Linked DNA regions of Pan paniscus: region 2 is linked to region 1. The links are chromatin contacts, called in public Hi-C maps. All regions are on one chromosome and are shown on one strand. Each heading gives the region's core, a stretch centred on a gene start, on an enhancer-like site or on the middle of the called end of the contact. The rest is flanking DNA. Distances are from core to core; before and after follow the strand shown.

Region 1 (3,623 bases), core at 64-2,563:
AGGTATGAATCATTATCCATTTGTACTGCTCAGCATTTGACAAGCCCTTTTTATTTGAAGATATAGTTCTCCCAATTATCCTAGGAAATTTTTTCTATTATCATCTTTGATAATTTCCTTCCCTTCACTCTGCCTTTTGAAAATCATAATGGTCTAAATTTGTACATTTTTGCTTAGCCCTCTTTCTTTCTTTTTAATATTTTCCATCTTTTTTTCTTTTTGCTCTACATCTAGATAATTGACTTTATCTTTCAAAATTTCTGTTGAGTTTCTTAATTAAAAAATCATTTCTAGAACAACAAAAAAACCCTTCTTATTCTGATTGTCTTTTTAATATCTTGGTCTTGCGGCTTGTCAAATTGTTTGAATTCTCCTGCCCCCTTATCCATTTGGGTAACTCTCCAATTTTTTTCTACCACCTTTCTATATTCTCCAGATTTTTTTAACTTTTAGATTGTAAATACTTGACTGTCTTCTGCCAGGACTTAAAAGGCAATAATAAAGTTCTTGAGACCACGCAGCCCAACTAGCAATCACAGTTATGAAGTCCTTTGTTTTCACTGCAACAATGAGAATAAAGGTACAATGTTTAGTCCCTAGCTTTTTGAATTACTCAGAGGAATTTCCACTGGAAAAATCTCATGGTATAAGTGAATAAGTTTCCTGAATGCCTCACTTTATGGTGGAATTAAAGCTTGATTCTGGGCCCTTCTAGTCAGCTTACAAGCTAACATATATCCTATAGTAAATTCCTTTGTAAGTAAAACTAGCTAAAGTGATTCTATTGTCCAACCCAATGCTGGCAGATGAGAAGTAATCTGTTCCATGTTCTTGCCATCAATTACTCCTCATTTCATCAGTCAGCATTCTTCCACCCATATTTGTTCTTCTAGTAGGTTGTTGAAACTGTTAATTTGCCAGTGGCCCATATTCTTTTTCTATTGCTGCAAAAGAAATTATCACAAATTTAGTGACTTAAAACAATATCCATTTACCAGTTTACAGATATATAGGTCAGAAGTACAGGCAGTCTCAGCTAGGCTCTCTGCTCACTGTCTCACAAGGTTGAAATCAATGTGTTATCCAGACTGTGCTCTTCTCTGGAAGCTCTGCAGAAGAATCTGCTTTCAAGCCCATTCAAGTTGCTGCCAAAAATCCAGTCCTTTGCTGCTCAAGGTCTAAGGACGCCATTTCCTTGCTGGTGGTCAGCCAGAGGCCACTTTCTTCTTCCAGAGGCCACAGAATTCCTTGTCACATGGCCCCCTCCATCTTCAAAGCTGGCCAAAAAAAAAAAAGTGCTTCCATTCTGACTTCTCCTTCTGTCACCAGCCAGAGAAAACTGCCTTTAAAGAGTTTATGAGATAACATGAGGCCAACCATAGTTATCTCCCTTTTAATTAACTCAAAATCAAATGATTAGTAACCACAATTATACCTGCAAAATCTCTTTTGCCACATAACACTACATACAGAGGAAGAAATTATACAAGGGTAAGGGTCATTGGGGTCACTGGGGTCATTCTGAAAATTCTGCCTACCTCAGCCCTCTTTAGTTCTCTTCATTGTCAGAGGTTGAAACCTGACTTTTTTTTAGGCTAGTCAATGGGGGAGAAACTAACATTATCTACTTATTCTGGCATCTTAAAGTCCCAGTCACACTCATAGTGGGTTATATATTTATTCATATTACACTTTTATGTGCAAAAAGTTTAAAATATTTTCTCTATAAATGGTCCAGTTGCTTTTGATAGACTTCACTTTCTTTGTTCACAAGAAAAAAACTCAGCAAAATATAATTTAGCCTGACTTAATTACCAAATAGTCTTTTAGATAAATGGTGTTCACTGTCAAAGAAAAACTGCATTGGATGGAGTTAAACAAGCAAGGAAGACTTTATTAAAGTCTACTGCAATATGGGAGTGAGATTAAACATGACTACTGAAACAAAAGGTGGCAGTTTTTATATTTTTTATTATTATTATACTTTAAGTTCTGGAGTATATGTGCAGAACATGTAGTTTTGTTACATAGATTCACACGTGCCATGGTGGTTTCCTGCACCTGGAGGTAAACCAGTGGAAAAGTACTGGAGGACTTTAGGGTGAAGGTTGGCCGATGTGACTAAGCCACCTGTATTTGCTAATTGGCACTTATCTAAATTAGGCTTCTATGCTGCTGCAAAGACTAGGATATGAGAGCACTATTTTTATTGTTGATTCTATTTCAAAGAATGCCTCCCAGGTCCTTGAGAAAGACATGACTAGTTGTCACATCTGCAAGAGGCTGCAAGAATATTTACATCTTAAAGGGGTAGAGAAAGAATTTATAATTCCAAGTTTTCCGAAGTAAATACTCTAAGAAAAGGGAGGTCAAGAATCTACAGTCAGGAAAAAATCTGTCTAAAGTTTAGTCAAGCTAAGTGGAATGTTAAGACCATCATAATCACTATTAAGGATAAAATGCCTAGAATTTTAGATTTCCACTCATTCCCTATTTCATCTCAAAAAGATACATGAGTGTATGAGGAAATAAAAGCTCTGTAAACACGTGTCTGATAAAAGCTGATGACCTTAAATTTACACAGTGTCCCCTAGACTCTTGCTGGTCACTTCTGCAATATGGGCAGTCTGAATTGTTCCTTGTTAGTGAACAATGAGTTGCGAGTTTTGACTTTTTTTAAGGTGGTTGTGCTGGTGCCTCCCTCTGGAATCCTTAGTTCTATTTGCTTCCAGTCTTGAAGTCAATTAATTCTGTATCTTCTTTGTCAGATACCAGTATTCCGCCTTTCTTTTGTGCCTAATCTCTAGAAATAAACACAAACTCTTGTATCCATTTCATGTTTTTAATCCTTGAGAACCAGATCATTTACCTGTCTTCCACAGGCACCTCTGAATATTGCTTGCCATGTGTTAGACATGGCAAAAAGCTGAAGTTTCCTAGTAGCCTGCAACTCTCTAACACCATTACAGAAGTATGCTATACACACACACCTGCTCCAGGTATTCAGTCATCTTAAACTCATCTCAATGTTTCAATCCATCACTCCATATATTCTGCCCTCAACCCAACTCACACATGCCCATTTGGAGACTGGCAAGCTGACTTCTTCTAGTAACTTCCATCACTCTTCTTCCTACTTCCTAGAGCATTATTTTCCACATAATTCCAAGGTCTAATACTCTAGGTTCAGTTTTTTCTGTCTTAACGGGAGCCATCATAACTTTTTAATACCTGTCTTTCATGACAATTGTATTGCTAAAGAGGCTAAAAATTAATCCAAGAAACTCAGGTTTATCGATCCATGAAACTCAAGCATCATTTTTTTTTTTTTTGAGACAGGGTCTTACTCTGTCACACAGGCTGGAGTGCAGCAGCACAATCTCTGCTCACTGCAACCTCCACCTCTCAGGCTCAAGTGATCCTCACACCTCAGCCTCCCAAGTAGCTGGGACTACAGCCACGCATCACTATGCCCAGCTAATTTTTGTATTTTTTGTAGAGACAGGGTTTTGCCATGTGGCCCAGACTGGTCTCAAACTCCTGAGCTCAAGCAATCCCCCCAGCCTTGACCTCCCAAAGTGCTGGGATTACAGGCATGAGCCACCGCACCCAGCCCACAGCTT
Region 2 (3,354 bases), core at 732-3,231, 580 kb before region 1:
AACATAGTGAAACCCTGTCTCTTCAAAAAAATACAAAAAGTTAGCTGGGTGTGGTGGCGGGCGCCTGTAATCCCAGCTACTTGGGAGGTTGAGGCAGGAGAATTGCTTGAACCCGGGAGATGGAGGTTGCAGTGAGCTGAGATTGCATCATTGCACTCCAGCCTGTGCAACAAGAGCAAAAACTCCATCAAGAAAGAAAGAAGGAAGGAAGGAAGGAAGGAAGGAAGGAAAGAAAGAAAGAAAAATGAATCTTTGGAAAGACAAAAATATTAATGCTTTTATAAACATATTGGGAAAAGTTTTAGTTTTCCATGATTTAATTAAATTCAAAGACTATGTATTAATCTCTTTATAGGATTCATATATTACACTTAGCATGGAAGATGAGAAGACATGACCCATTATTACTTTCATATTAAATCTAGTATTTGTTTTTCTCTGAATTTCAAGATGGGAACATGAAGCCTAAAAAGCTTTGTCAAGATCACACCAGACAGTATCAGAACCGGTTCACCAGTGTAACTCAGTTTCTTACAAGTCTTTTCTATTAACCATAATCATAGAGATAAAAGTATATCTATTTTTTATATGTCTGTATTTTTTTAATCAATATTGATCTTACTGGTCTTAAAATCAAAGATTGTATAAACATTTTCTTCCACTAATTCAGACAATAAAGATGTCAACATGAGCACCCTGCTTTAAAAACATGATATTCCTGAATTTATTTTGCCTTTACCTCCTTTGTCTGCCTACAAGGTGTATGGGCACCTCATTTTACCCCGGAATTGCACTAACAATTTACTAAGAGTTGAATGATCCTCACCATATCTTATCTATTTCAAAATGTTATGAAATTTGTCAATTCAAAGCCTTAGAGATAAAATCTATCTCTTCTAGTTTATAGATGAGAAAATGTATGCCCTGATAAATTAAGTGACTTTTAGTGCTGTTTAGGTTACAGGGATTATAATTATTGCTTCATATCGAACATTTACCAAATTATAAAAATGATAAAAGCATTTCAAATTTACATTTTCCCCTGATCATATCCAATGATGTATTAAACATATTCAGGAAAAACTATGCTTTGAGATGAAATTTTGTCTGAGAAATAAAGTATCCTTTGTATTTATATTATTTTATAATATTATGTTTACAACATCTATATTTTCTTTAAGATTATATTGACTTACAAATATTGTATAAATTATTTTTATATTATAAATAACATAATTATACCAAATATTTTTAAATGTGTGCAATAATTTTAAAATTATGAATTATTCAAAAGGCTATTTTGTCAAATATATATACTTATATATTATAAAAGAAACACTATACACACACATACACAAGTTGAATTTATAACACATACACTCATGTTCTTATGAAGAAGGTAAAGGAAAAAATAAAAGATTTAAAAACTGCAGGATAAAGTTTCTTGATCTAATTAACTGATTAGGAACTGCACTTAGGAACTGATGAGGAACAGCACCCAATTAGCAGAGCTCCAAATTAAGAAGAGCCAAATCACAAAACCAGTTATGATGAATATAGTTAATTTTTTTTCTGTGTTGTGCTATGAACACAGATTTGTTAGATTTTTTTTCCTGGATACTTTGTAAGCTATAATTCGACACACACACACACACACACACACACACACACACACACACACGCCTAACTCCTTTGATTCTTTGAGCAGAATACTATATTCAGATTTCCTTCAAATCACAAGTAGCTTGTTTGGCAAGTTCTAACAGAACTCAGTCAAGGTGAAAGCCAGCCAGCTTTTTACTGGTAACAATGTATTCACACAGCCTATGATCTCTCTCTGTTCAGGCTGCTTCTTGCTCTTGTCTCACAATAAGAAAGGAGTGCTGCTTTCCTGGGGTATGCTATTTGAGAAAGAAAGTAACCTAACACTAACTGCAGGCGGGGTCAGAGTGATGTAACAGGAAGCTCTGATGTTTCCCTTCTGCTGCTGATCACTTACAATCTGACAACACTTACAATCTACTCAGAACAACCTCTCTCTCTCCAGCAGAGAGTGTCACCTCCTGCTTTAGGACCATCAAGCTCTGCTAACTGAATCTCATCCTAATTGCAGGATCACATTGCAAAGCTTTCACTCTTTCCCACCTTGCTTGTGGGTAAATCTCTTCTGCGGAATCTCAGAAAGTAAAGTTCCATCCTAAGAATATTTCACAAAGAATTTCCTTAAGAGCTGGACTGGGTAAGTGCACATTCAAAATAAATATATTTATTCTAAGTAGTATTCTCATATAGTTTGGCAATGTTTCTATTATAGAATTTAGTAGATAGCATTGAAATAATGTTGAAACATATTCTCACTTATTTCACATGCTAGAGAAAATACAGCCTACTACCCCAACATGAATACAAAATCTAATACTACTAGATAATATTGTTTACCATGGTATTCTAGAAAATAAATTTAGAAAGTATTAAAAATCTAAATGGATTAAAAGACATATTTCTGAACAAATACCTTAATCACAGAACAATGTCTTTTAAAATTAGCTCTAATATTAGCTAAGCTTGAATCTTGACAACTGGAAAACATTTCTCCCCCCGGAAGGGTCTTTAAACTTTCCATGTTATCAGCTGTAAGAAAGAGGTGAAAGAATAACTACTTAATGGGTCTCGGAGTCTCACTTACTCTGTGGTTGATCATAATACAGAGTTTTGAAAAGTAATCACTTTGCATTTATTACATTTGCTTTTATTTGCCTTTCACCTTTATTTACACATATATCTGTAACTACTGAACTAATTTTTGTGTTCATTGTTGCCAGATGTGTTTAAATCTCTCTTCTGCTAACCCTGAACTGTTTGCTCTTTATTTGGATCATGGTGTCGGCTACAAAGAAAAAAAAAACCTAGAGTTTAGGAAATGTAGATTTTTAAAACAATTCTTAATTTTGAAATCTTTAAGAGAATACTTCAACTTGACTGGTTCCCCTCTGCAAGATTTTGGAGGGGGGTGTGATACCACGATATCTGTGGATAAAGAAACGTGACAGCTTTCCCAAAGAAGTATATTAGACGATTAAACAAAGAAATTAAAGTATTTATTAAAAAAGAATTTCCAGGATGGAACTTACTGAAATGTTGAGATAAAACATCTGTTAATGCTCATTCCGATAGTACAGGCTGTCCTGAACAATTTAAGAAACTAATGTCTGCTTAATAAATTGTTTGTGTAGATATATCACAAATTTGTTGCTGGAGAAAGTTTGATGTCAAATTTTAAATGATGTTGATAGATATGATTTTTAAGTTATATATTTTCTTACCTAAATGCAATTATACTTTCCAAGATGTCCT

The links. A called contact is a pair of places that touch in the nucleus more often than the background predicts.
Region 2: a Hi-C map of fibroblasts shows a contact between it and region 1, with 5 times the contacts expected there. The contact joins the promoter of CALCRL here to the promoter of ZSWIM2 in region 1. A contact is called at or near these places in 2 of 3 Hi-C or Micro-C datasets (fibroblasts and induced pluripotent stem cells).

The regions. Positions count from the first base shown.
Region 1 is chr13:89,530,761-89,534,383 of NHGRI_mPanPan1-v2.0_pri, reverse strand. ZSWIM2 (zinc finger SWIM-type containing 2) reads left to right here and starts at 1,313. Exons shown (of 9, transcript XM_003823515.4): 1 at 1,313-3,623.
Region 2 is chr13:90,112,350-90,115,703 of NHGRI_mPanPan1-v2.0_pri, reverse strand. It overlaps CALCRL (calcitonin receptor like receptor), which reads left to right and starts at 1,981. Exons shown (of 16, transcript XM_003823512.5): 1 at 1,981-2,239.